Regions from separate parts of the Triticum aestivum genome. Here region 1 is linked to region 2. A link is a contact called in public HiCAR-type data. All regions are on one chromosome and are shown on one strand. The core of a region is the stretch at or near the end of the contact, and the rest is flanking DNA. Distances in the headings are between cores, read along the strand shown. Region 1 holds the start of LOC123085161. Region 2 holds the start of LOC123085158 (protein OBERON 4).

The links. HiCAR-type assays count read pairs that join an accessible place to other places.
Region 1: a contact with region 2 is called in a HiCAR-type map of leaf, with 4 times the contacts expected there. The contact joins the promoter of LOC123085161 here to the promoter of LOC123085158 in region 2. A contact is called at or near these places in 1 of 5 Hi-C or Micro-C datasets (leaf) and 1 of 1 datasets of contacts at active chromatin or transcription factors (leaf).

Annotation. Positions count from the first base shown.
Region 1 is chr4A:63,822,615-63,828,481 of IWGSC CS RefSeq v2.1, reverse strand. LOC123085161 reads right to left here and starts at 2,037. Exons shown (of 1, transcript XM_044506762.1): 1 at 1,473-2,037. The coding sequence starts at 1,953. The coding sequence ends at 1,585. It overlaps LOC123085160, which reads left to right. Exons shown (of 5, transcript XM_044506761.1): 5 at 786-1,428. The coding sequence ends at 1,127.
Region 2 is chr4A:63,566,753-63,572,847 of IWGSC CS RefSeq v2.1, reverse strand. It overlaps LOC123085158 (protein OBERON 4), which reads left to right and starts at 4,092. Exons shown (of 3, transcript XM_044506759.1): 1 at 4,092-6,095. The coding sequence starts at 4,542.

The sequences.
Region 1 (5,867 bases), core at 788-3,287, 260 kb before region 2:
CCTAGAAATGCTTCTTGGGTTTACAAAAGTAATTTTACGTTGTTGAGGCTCTGGTAACTGCATCGTCCTTTACATTACTAATGACACTTACATGCATCCACTTTTGGAATTCAGAGAAAGATGTATCGATTGGCTGAAACAAAAGAGTACTCATTTCAAGTAGGAGTTCTGTTATTGCGCCTAAAGATTACAACCTTGATTTCTTACTCTGGAGTTACTTCTCTCTGAAAACAAAACAGTGAATGTGTCAGATGGTTTTCACTTTCAGTGAAATTTCGATAAAATTCACTGAATTTCATTAATTCAACAGTCACTGAAATATTTACCTTTCGGCCACAATATTTCAGCAATTTCACTAGTACACACGAATTCAGATTTTTTTTAAACAAATATCTAATTGAATTCATGTGAACATTTTGGTCTTTTGACTGAAACGCAAGCCAAAATAACTGAAATTCACTGAATTTCGGTTGGTGCTGATTTTTTTCTGAAACTGAAAGTGAAAACCTGTCAGAATCCAATGACGAACAAGTCTTTATATACTCCTATACAGTGCATGTTCAGACACACTGCTTTGCAGTTTTATTTGGAATGGACTACATGTTCATGGCTCTGGACAAATCTCAGTTTCTGACTGAGTATTTTTTATAAAAGTTTCAGAATGAGTTGAGCACACCCTTTCGTATTGCTTGTGATCCAGACCTACACATTTTCAGATGTTCACATTAAAGCCAGTGATGTTGTTAACTTGTTATCTGAAGAAAATTCTTGTTAACATTCACCAGATGCTGGAGTGGAAACAACGCGCGCAGGCGTCGGAGCAGCATGCTGAAGAGCTTCAGAAGAAGGTCTCGGAGCTGCAAGGCAAGCTGCACACCTTCAAGTCCCATTTCCCCACCCCAAACCTGCCCAGCAGAGCATGGTCTGAGGCTTGCAGGATGGAGAACCCGCGGGCAGCCAAGGCTCAGCACCACCACCGGCCACCGCAGCAGCAGCAGCAGGACGGCGGCAAGGAGAAGGAGAAGCACGTGCTGATCTGCCGCGTGAAGCACTCGCCCAGCGTCATCCCGAGGCGCTCGCCGCTGCAGGACATCGGCAACATCGCCTTGCCGCGGCGGCAGCCGTGAGCACTGACCATCCTCTTCCGGAACCAAGGTTTCCGGCGGGAGTGGGGAGAGATGAACTCTGTCACTTTAGTTTAGTTTAGCCTCTAATAAAGTGATTTACTACTGCTAATCTAATAAGTAATCACCACGACTGACTTCTCGTCAGTCAGGTCTGTAGTGGTGAGTGGCCACTGAGCTCAGCTGGGACGGAGTTACTTTGCGTAGTACAGTGTCGAGGAATAGGCGCGATCTGTCAGAGGTGTATGTAAGGCGAATGCCTCTTTTTTCCTGAGATTAATTGCCAATTTTGTTTCCTGCTTCTTCCAAGATCTGACGGTATGCAACTTCTCAACTCAGAATCATGTCTTGCACGAGAAAAAGTTTCTTAGATCATCTAGAGTGATGAACTACAAGTACAATGATAGCATCAGAGGCTTTGTTGGCGCTAAATATTTGACTATACATCTAGAAATTTGAGCTAGTGATTGATCATGGAGACCCAGGCGCAGTATGTGCACACGATCCTCTGGGGGATGTAGACGTAGACGGCGAAGGAGAGGCTCATGAGCGCCACGTCCTTCCAGTCCCCCTTCTGCTTCGGGCTCAGGCTCTCCCGCACGTCCATCCCGGCCTTCACCACGCCGCTGTGCGCCCTCTCGGCCATGGTCACCCACCACGCCCTCTTCTTTCCTCCTCCTCCTCCTCCGTCGCCGCCGATCGGCGGCTCGGTGGGAAGGCGGTTTTGGCAGCGGAAGGAGGGCCTTCGCCTAGGCACGGCGGCGTTGCGCCGTCGTCTCAAGGCATGGGAGAGATGTGGAGCGGCGGCGGTGGTGGTAAGGGAAGCCATTGCATGGAGGCTGCGATCCTGAGGAGGAGGAGGAGTAGAGGTGTGATCTATGGTGTATTGGTGTCTATGTGGAGTTTTCCAACACGAGAGGATAAGTAGCTCCTGACTACGGGAGGAGGAGAAGGGAAGACAGTGACAACCACGTGTGTCATTTAGCGGCAAGCAGGCTGGCAGTTGGCCCAAGCAAGCTCATACTCTCGAGATATTTTGTACAGTACAACTTGGTCAAAATCACACTAGATTTCTTCTTTTAGGAAAACAGCAGGACTCTACTGCTTTTTCTTCTTCAAATAAATAAGACAAAAGAGAAGAGTTCAACGAATAAAAGAATAAAACAACATAACAATGGCACTGATCCTGGACTGGGTGCATTGGATCTCTATCAGGAAGGTAGGAATGTGGCGGTGCAGAAGGGGAGTACCCCACCAGCCGAACCCAATCCCAAGCTTAGAACAATTCAGAGAGAGAAGCTTGAGAAACGGGATGGTCAATGCAAAATTCAGAACAAGGCATTGGAAGGTGCTGAGGAGAGGGAACCAGTGCTGGGTAAAAGAGCTGCTCGTGGGACTGTGGATGGCAAAGGTACAGAGGACAAGTCTGAGAAAGAGAAAGGGGAACAGAAGAAGAAAGCAAGAGGGGCTGCTGGAACTGAGGATGGTGGAGACAATGGTGCGTTGGGAGGACAGGAAGCGACCGGTCATGGGGCTACCGGCAAACTGACGGGCGCTAATAGCGGTGCCCGTCAGGACTCATGAGGATCATCAGCTGGAACTGCCGGGGCCTCGGGCAGCCACGGACAGTTCAAGAGCTAGTGTGCTTAGTGCACACATACAAGCCCAAGCTCGTGTTCATTTCCGAAACTCGGCAGAGCAATAAGTATGTCAATAACCTGAGATGGAGACTAGGTCTCCGGCATTGTATCACGCAAACCGGCACTGGGAAAGGTGCCGACATTGCACTCTATTATGATGAAAGCATCGAAGTAATAAAGCTCGCCGTTGGACCGAGGTATATTGATGTGTTGATCCGGTTAAATGCTCATAGTGTCCAGTGGAGAGCCACATTTGTGTATGGTGAACCGAAAGCTCACGAGAGACACCTCATGTGGACCTTGCTAAGAAGAATTAAAGATTCTGCAGATGTCCTATGGCTCATGTTGGGAGACTTCATGAAACTATGTGGCAGTCAGAGCACTTCTCTAAATCAAAACGTTCAGAGAAATATATGGGAAATTTCAGAAAGGTTCTGTCCGACTGTAACTTATTTGACCTGGGATTCAGAGGCCCGACATGGACGTATAACAATAAGCAAGGGGGCAGGGATAATGTACGCGCACGCCTGGACAGAGGGGTGGCGACCCCGGAATGGTCGAACATGTTCAGGGAGGCAACTGTCGAACATATTTGTTCGTCGCGCTCTGACCATCTCCCGGTGCTGCTGAGATTGGGTAATAGAAAGGAATGGAGGCCGGTACGCCCGCAACAGTTCAGGTATGAGCAAATGTGGGAGCGTGAGGGATCACTAAAATCAACTATTGAGGAGTGTTGGCGTAAGAACAGTACGGCTGAGTCTCTGCATGAAGTAGGCGCAAAACTGAAACTTGTACAAAAGGAACTACAGAAATGGGCTGATTGTGATTTCGGTTCAGTTACTAAGAAGGCTGCAGATATTAGGAAAAAGCTGAGCAAGTTGTGGTGCTATCCACCTTTGGCCGGAAACCAACAGAAGATTCAGGAATTGTCAAAAGAACTAGACGAACTTTTACTGAGAGAGGAAACCATGTGGAGGCAACGATCTAGAGTTACCTATCTGAAATGTGGCGACCGTAACACTCAGTGGTTCCAGAGAAAGTCTACTTGGAGGAAGAAGAAGAATGCAATCACTAGACTGAAAGACTGCAATGGTGTATGGGTAGAAAGTACTTCGGGAATCTATGGCATGACTAACTCTTTTTTCATGAGCTATATGAAAAGGAGGAAACAGTAGCACCACATGAGGTGGTGGAGGTGATCTTCTAGAGAACCAAATGACCCGGAGGTGCCGGGTATCATCTAGTTAGTGCCACAGGTTTTATAGTAGGTGAATACATGGGAGAGGAGGGGGCTGCGTTCCTTCCGCTCCTACCGCCCCCTCCTGATCCGCCGCCGGCGGGGCGAACGGCGCCGCCGCGGCCTGCTCGGGAGGAGTCGCCGCTGTCGGGGCGGTCACCTGAGACCGGCGGATCGCCGGATTCGCAGACTGCGGCGGAGATCGGGGGATTTCTCCATCCGGCCAAATGGAAAATTTTCTTCCAAGATGTCCGGGAAGCCGGCCGTAGATCGGAGGGAGTTCTCTACTCGTACTACCCTTCGAGGTGGACGGTGGTGTGCGATCTGGCTGGTGACATTCTCGGAGGGGAGTATCTCAAAGCTGATGAGAAGATTAATGAAGGTACGCGGTTGCTCATTGATATTTTCGATGTTACCGTTCATTCGCGTGTGCAGGAGGAACCGGAGACTCTTGATCACATTGACTTGATCGATCTCACGGAAGAGCCAAAGCCCTCGAAGCCGCGGTTCGGGGGGCGCTTTTGGGTATTGGCTGATGAGGATGATGAGGTGACGCTCGTGGACGACGACGATGCCGGAGACTCGCCGGAATATTCACCGACGCCTTCGTCGATCATTTGCGAGGCCTTCGATCAGGGTTACTCTCAAGATGAGGTCGCGGCGATTGGTGATGGAGTGGTGCCACTCGACGATCCGGCGCGGCAAGGGCTACGATCGGAAGATAAACTCGAGGTTCTTCGGCGCATAGTACATCGCCGGACTTCGGCTGCGGCGAGCCGGCCGTGGAAGGACCGAGTCCTAAGGTTTGTCTTCCTAAACCGATTCTAGCTGATTTCATTACTAGAATTCATGGAAGTTAGTTAAGGGAAAGAAGGCTCGGCGATCGTCGGCGGCCATGGTGCCGGCGCCGGCGATCGACCGCAGCGCTGTGATCCGTAATCACCGCGTCGCTCGTTTGAATGAGTTGTTGGGCCGCAAGTCGGGCTTGTCGGTGGGTGGGCCGGTTCTGAGTGAACCGGCCACGATGGCGTGTGGGCTTGTGGACGCAGGGTATGAGGCCCGAGGCGATCTACATCCTACGACTACACCCCCATGCGGACGTCCGGTTCCAACTAGGGTTCGTAACGGAGGCAGACGACCGTGCTTTGCTGATCGCGGCGGAGGGCGTGCTCCTCGTATCCCTCCTCTCCAGGCGATGGCGGGTCGTGGAGTCCCTGCTGCTAGTGGGATGCCTCCGGGCGCTGCGGGCCGCGGAAGGCCTACGCAGGCGCTGGCTGTTGGGCGCGGCGGAGGCGGCGCCCCTGCGGGGACGGGTGGCGGCGGCGCCGGTGTGCCGCTTGCTGCCGGCAGTGGAGGGGCGCCGCCGCCTCTGCGAGCGGGTCCTGGTGCGGGCCGTCCGGGGACGGTCGTAGGCGGCCAACGGGCACAAGTGGGCGGGGCCACTAAGACCGCTCCGGCTGGCCGCGGGGTGGCTGCTCCGGCTGGTTCTCGCCCGGCGGCGCCGGTGATGATGGCTGCGGGACGAGGTGGTCCTAGGCCGACGTTGCCGACGCCTGGAGTTGCCGCGGGCCGAGGTACACTGGTAGCAAGGCCTCCGCCTCCGGGTGCTCATGGCCAGCACCCCGTGGCATCGCAGGTGGGAGCTAGACCGCCGCACTTTGTGGCTCGGCAGGTCAATGACGCAGCGACGCCAGTGTTGCAGCAGGCTCAGTGGGGTGACAATGGTTACAATGTGTATGAAGATGGACAACACCGGGGATCCTCGTCTACGGGTGGCGGACGGGGGTATGCCTGGCAGAGTGATGGTTCTGCTGAGAGGCCTTTCTTGGGGCCGCCAGGCGGTTTTGTCGAAGGGGCTGCTGGGCC
Region 2 (6,095 bases), core at 2,843-5,342:
GCATTATTTATGAAATCTTGCAGATAGGATGTCAAAACATTGTTTCCTCGACGATTTTAATGAGGAAAGGTTGTATGTGATACAACCGGAAGGTTTTGTCAATCCCGAAAGATGCTAATAAGTATGCAAAGCTCCAGCAATCCTTCTAAGGACTGGAGTGAGCATCTCGGAGTTGGAATGTATGCTTTGATGATGATCAAAATTTTGGGTTTGTACAAAGTTTATGAGAAACTTGTATTTCCAAAGAAGTGAGTGGGAGCACTATAGAATTTCTGATGAGTATATGTTGTTGACATATTGTTGATCAGAAATGACGTAGAATTTCTGGAAAGCATATAGGGTTATTTTGAAAGTGTTTTTCAATGGAAAGCCTGGATTAAGCTACTTGAACATTGAGCATCAAGATCTATAAGGATAGATCAAAATGCTTAATAATACTTTCAAATGAGCACATACCTTGACATGATCTTGAAGGTGTTCAAGATGGACCAGTCAAAGAAGGAGTTCTTGCCTGAGTTGTAAGGTACGAAGTTAAGACTTAAAGCTCGACCACGGCAGAATAGAGAGAAAGGACGAAGGTCGTCCCCTATGCTTAAGACGTAGGCTCTTCAGTATGCTATGCTGTGTACCGCACCTGAAGTGTGCCTTGCCATGAGTCAGTCAAGGGGTACAAGAGTGATCCAAGAATGGCTCACAGGACAGCGGTCAAAGTTATCCTTAGTAACTAGTGGACTAAGGAATTTTCTCGATTATGGAGGTGGTAAAAGAGTTCGTCGTAAAGGTTACGACGATGCAAGCTTGACACCTATCCGGATAGCTCTGAGTAGAGAGACCGGATACATATAATGGAGCAATAATTTAGAATAGCTCCAAGTAGAACAGTTGTTTGGAATAGCTCCAAATAGAGCGTGGTAGCTGCATCTAGGAGATGACATAGAGATTTGTAAAGCACACACGGATCTGAAAGGTTCAGACCCGTTGACTAAAACCTCTCTCACAAGCAACATGATCAAACATAAAACTCATTGAGTGTTAATCACATAGTGATGTGAACTAGACTACTGACTCTAGTAAACTCTTGGGTATTAGTCACATGGCGATGTGACCTGTGAGTGTTAATCACATGGCGATGTGAACTAGATTATTGACTCTAGTGCAAGTGGGAGACTGTTGGAAATATGCCCTAGAGGCAATAATAAAAGTATTATTATTATATTTCCTTGTTCATGATAATTGTCTTTTATTCATGCTATAACTGTATTATCCGGAAATCGTAATACACGTGTGAATACATAGACCACAATATGTCCCTAGTGAGCCTCTAGTTGACTAGCTCGTTGTGATCAACAGATAGTCATGGTTTCCTGGCTATGGACATTGGATGTCGTTGATAACGGGATCACATCATTAGGAGAATGATGTGATGGACAAGACCCAATCCTAAGACTAGCACAAAAGATCGTGTAGTTCATTTGCTAGAGCTTTGCCAATGTCAAGTATCTCTTCCTTCGACCATGAGAGCGTGTAACTCCTGGATACCGTAGGAGTGCTTTGGGTGTATCAAACGTCACAACGTAACTGGGTGACTATAAAGGTGCACTACAGGTATCTCCGAAAGTATCTATTGTTTTATGCGGATCGAGACTGGGATTTGTCACTCCGTGTAAACGGAGAGGTATCTCTGGGCCCACTCGGTAGGACATCATCATATGCGCAATGTGACCAAGGAGTTGATCACGGGATGATGTGTTACGGAACGAGTAAAGTGACTTGCCGGTAACGAGATTGAACAAGGTATTGGATACCGACGATCGAATCTCGGGCAAGTAACATACCGATAGACAAAGGGAATTGAATACGGGATTGATTAAGTCCTTGACATCGTGGTTCATCCGATGAGATCATCGTGGAACATGTGGGAGCCATCATGGGTATCCAGATCCCGCTGTTGGTTATTGACCGGAGAACGTCTCGGTCATGTCTACATGTCTCCCGAACCCGTAGGGTCTACACACTTAAGGTTCGATGACGCTAGGGTTATAAAGGAAGTTTGTATGTGGTTACCGAATGTTGTTCGGAGTCCCGGATGAGATCCCGGACGTCACGAGGAGTTCCGGAATGGTCCGGAGGTAAAGATTTATATATGGGAAGTCCTATTTTGGCCACCGGAAAATGTTCGGGATTTTTCGGTATTGTACCGGGAAGGTTCTAGAAGGTTCCGGAGTGGGGCCCACCTGCATGGGGGGACCCACATGGACGTGGGTAGTGGGGGCAAGGCCCCACACCCCTGGTCAAGGCGCACCAAGATCCCCCCTTAGAAGGAATAAGATCATATCCCGAAGGGATAAGATCAAGATCCCTAAAAAGGGGGGATAACAATCGGTGGGGAAGGAAATAATGAGATTTCTTTCCTCCCACCTTGGCCAACGCCCCAATGGACTTGGAGGGCAAGAAACCAGCCCCTCCACCCCTATATATAGTGGGGAGGCGCATGGGAGCTATACACGAAGTTCTGGCGCAGCCCTCCCTCTCTCCAGTACTCCTCCTCTCCCGTGGTGCTTGGCGAAGCCCTGCAGGATTGCCACGCTCCTCCACCACCACCACGCCGTTGTGCTGCTGCTGGATGGAGTCTTCCTCAACCTCTCCCTCTCTCCTTGCTGGATCAAGGCGTGGGAGACGTCACCGGGCTGTACGTGTGTTGAACGCGGAGGTGCCGTCCGTTCGGCACTAGGATCATCGGTGATTTGAATCACGACGAGTACGACTCCATCAACCCCGTTCACTTGAACGCTTCCGCTTAGCGATCTACAAGGGTATGTAGATGCACTCTCTTTCTACTCGTTGCTGGTCTCTCCATAGATAGATCTTGGTGACACGTAGGAAAATTTTGAATTTCTGCTACGTTCCCCAACACCGGCCTCATCGACCACAAGGGGGTTGCTAGGCCCAATAAAAGGAGCAAACCCTAGGAGGCGAAGACAGCGTTCATGATCTTCAAGACTAGAGGGCAGCAGCGCCCCAGATTGCATCTGCCATGTAAACCCTAGACCTCTCTTGCCTATACAAAGGGAGGGGTAGGGTCCTCATTCATCATCTATCCACATATAGGAAACTCTCGATAGCAATCTCATTCACCATTGTAATCCCGCATGAGGTATCCCTCCATTATCAATCATCAAAACCAGCAGGACGTAGGGTATTACTCTCGGGAGGCCCGAACCTGTATAAACTCCTCGTGTGACCTCCGATTCATGACTTCCAGCTACGCTTGGACCCCTACCGAGGGATGTGACAGTATTTTGCACCGTCAACGGATGTGCCCGATCACGGCCGGGCCTCCCTGTATCCGCCCTACATTTGAGTTGCATATAAGGGTGCCGATCAGCTCGGACGTTTGAGGATGTTTTGAGGTGCCCGTGTGGTCGACTTTTTTTATCGACCACCGATCCGCCCGGACGTATGAGGGGGGCGGGGGGGGGGGGGGGGTTGAGGTGCTCTAAGGATGACGGAATATTTCATTACATATTCAACATCCACTGGTAGTGTTTTAAAGAAAAAAACAGAGAACCTGTAATCCCGAATGCAAGCAAACTTTGGAGAATAAACTAGTGGATGAGTAGTCAGCTTCTACTAGCCCCGACGGAGGAAAAACTGGTGGCTTGTTGTTTTCGTCAAGCAATTGACAATGGCCAATTGGTAAACTCCGGCCTCCGCAGTTGCTCTCACCTTGAAAAAGAAAATCAGGAACCCGTTTTATTAATAAATTCAGAAATCTGCTGGCTGCAAAGGAGGGAGAAGCACGCAACATTTGGGACTCCATTTTCCCTTCGAATCAAATCGGAGTCTGCGGCAGAGCTCCACTCGGCCGATTGGCTCCGCTCCACTGGAATCTGGATTTGCGGGGACGACGGGACAAGTCACCAGCGCGGGGGTCGGGAGACGGAGACGCTGATGCCCATGCTATCCTCCGCACGCAAACGCCAGTCAAAAGCTGACCTTTCCGGCTCACACATCAGGGATCAGACCACCGCACCACGCCACCCTGAGGCCTCCACGACACGACCCAGCCGCATCCCCAGCGCGCCACCCACCCCACCACATCCACCCCCACGAGTCCACCACCGCCGTTGGCCACGCGCCACCGCGCCACGACGCCCGGCCTCGCGTCCCCTGTTCGGCCCCGGATCCGCTGCGCTCACTGCCATCTACGAAGGCGGGCCCCGGCCGAGCGACTCCCACGGGCCTCCTGCACCGCGCTCCGTCCGTCGGCGGTAAAAAAAAGAGAGAGGAGTAAGCAGGGGCGGCCGGCTGTGAGACCCGGGTCCAAATCTGGGTGACGCCCGTTGACCGCGACCAGGAGGCGAGGGGAGTGGCCGGGAGCGAGCGAGGGAGGAAGAGGGGAGGAGTGAGCCGGACGGACGCAAGCGCGAGCAGCAGCGGCCACCCCGCGCACGCATTCGCCCGTACGCCCCCACCCGCTCCTTCCTTATCTTTCCCCCTCGGCGGCAGCCCCCCCGCCCTCCTCGGCGGGCCGATCTGGCATGAAGCGCCAGCGGTCGTCCTACGTCGACGACGACGACCCGGACGGCGACAGGCGGAGGTTCTACGACCGCGGGGGGCCGCCGTCGCCGCGCCGCCGCCCCGCGGAGTACGAGAGCGACGAGTTCGACCGCCGGGCCGGCTTCGGCGGCGGCAGGTTCTACGACCACCGCTACCGGGACTCCCCCTCGCCGCGGGGCTATGGCGGGGACCGCGCGATGCACCGCTCCGAGAGCTTCTCCGGCTTCCGCCGCGAGTTCCCCAAGGGCTTCCGCGCCGACCGCGACCGGTCGTCGCGCTGGGACGCGAGCGGCAGCGGCAGCGGCGGCGGCGGCGGCTCGGCGTGGCGCCGTCCCGGTGGCCCCTGGAGGGATCCGCACGGCTTGGACGGCCACAAGTCTGCCACCAGGCGGCAGGCGCCGTCGCCGCCTACGCCCCCTCGCCGGTCTCCTAGTGAGCCCAGGAGGAGGATAGATGGTCCCAAGGGGGACAAGTTGAGGAAGCACAACTGCGGCGCCGGTGAGATCGAGGAAGGGGAAGTCGCGCCAGATCCGGACGCCAAAGCCCCGCCTCCGCCTGCCGTCGCGGAGCATCAGAAGTGGGTTGACTCAGGCCGTCCTGATGACAAGGGAACTAGCAAGAGATGCGAGTTAAAGAAAGTGGATTCACCTGGGCCAAGACTAAGAGTGGATTTGAGAACTCAAGCTGCCGACAACTCGGGGAAGGAGAAAGGGAAGATCAGCGATGATGCAGTTGCAGAAGCAGGGAAAGTAACAACCACGCAGCATGAGAAATCAGCATCAGATGTCACAGGGAAAGTAGCAAACACACAGCATGAGAAATCAGCATCGGATGTCACGGGGAAAGTATCAAACACACAGCATGAGAAATCAGCATCGGTTGTCACAGAGAAAGTAGCAAACGCACAGCATGAGAAATCAGCATCGGTTGTCACAGAGAAAGTAGCAAACGCACAGCATGAGAAATCAGCATCGGATGTCACGGAGAAAGTGTGTGGAGGAGATGGAGCTGCCAGTGCCGTTGATCAAGGTGGAGAGAGCACTTCCTCCGCTATGCAGCTGGAAGCGCGGCATGAGGAAGTCGTTACACGACAAGATGGTGCCAATGCTGCTCATGTGGGTGGGCAGAGCACTTCATCTGGTATCCTCAAGGAGGCTACCATGGAAGAAGTGACAACACAAGTTGAAACTGCCATTGCTGTCAATGATGTTGGGAAGGGCACTTCATCCAGCACACAAAAAGAATCACTGCAGGATGTAGTAATGGCATTAGGTGAGACTGCTAGTGACGATGATATTGTTTGGATTGGCAGTTCATCGACTACGCTGCAGAAAGTTCTTCCTAAAGAAGCAACAGATGGAAACATCAATGCCGGTGGCGATGTTGGATATTGCGCTTCGTCCAGTATCCTGCAGGGGGCGACGCAGGAGGAAGTGAAATATGTAGATGTAGCTGCCAATATTACAGATGCGCCGAAAGAGGTCAGTTCTTTCAGTATGCCGAAGGAAGCGGTTCATGAAGAGGACACACCGCTA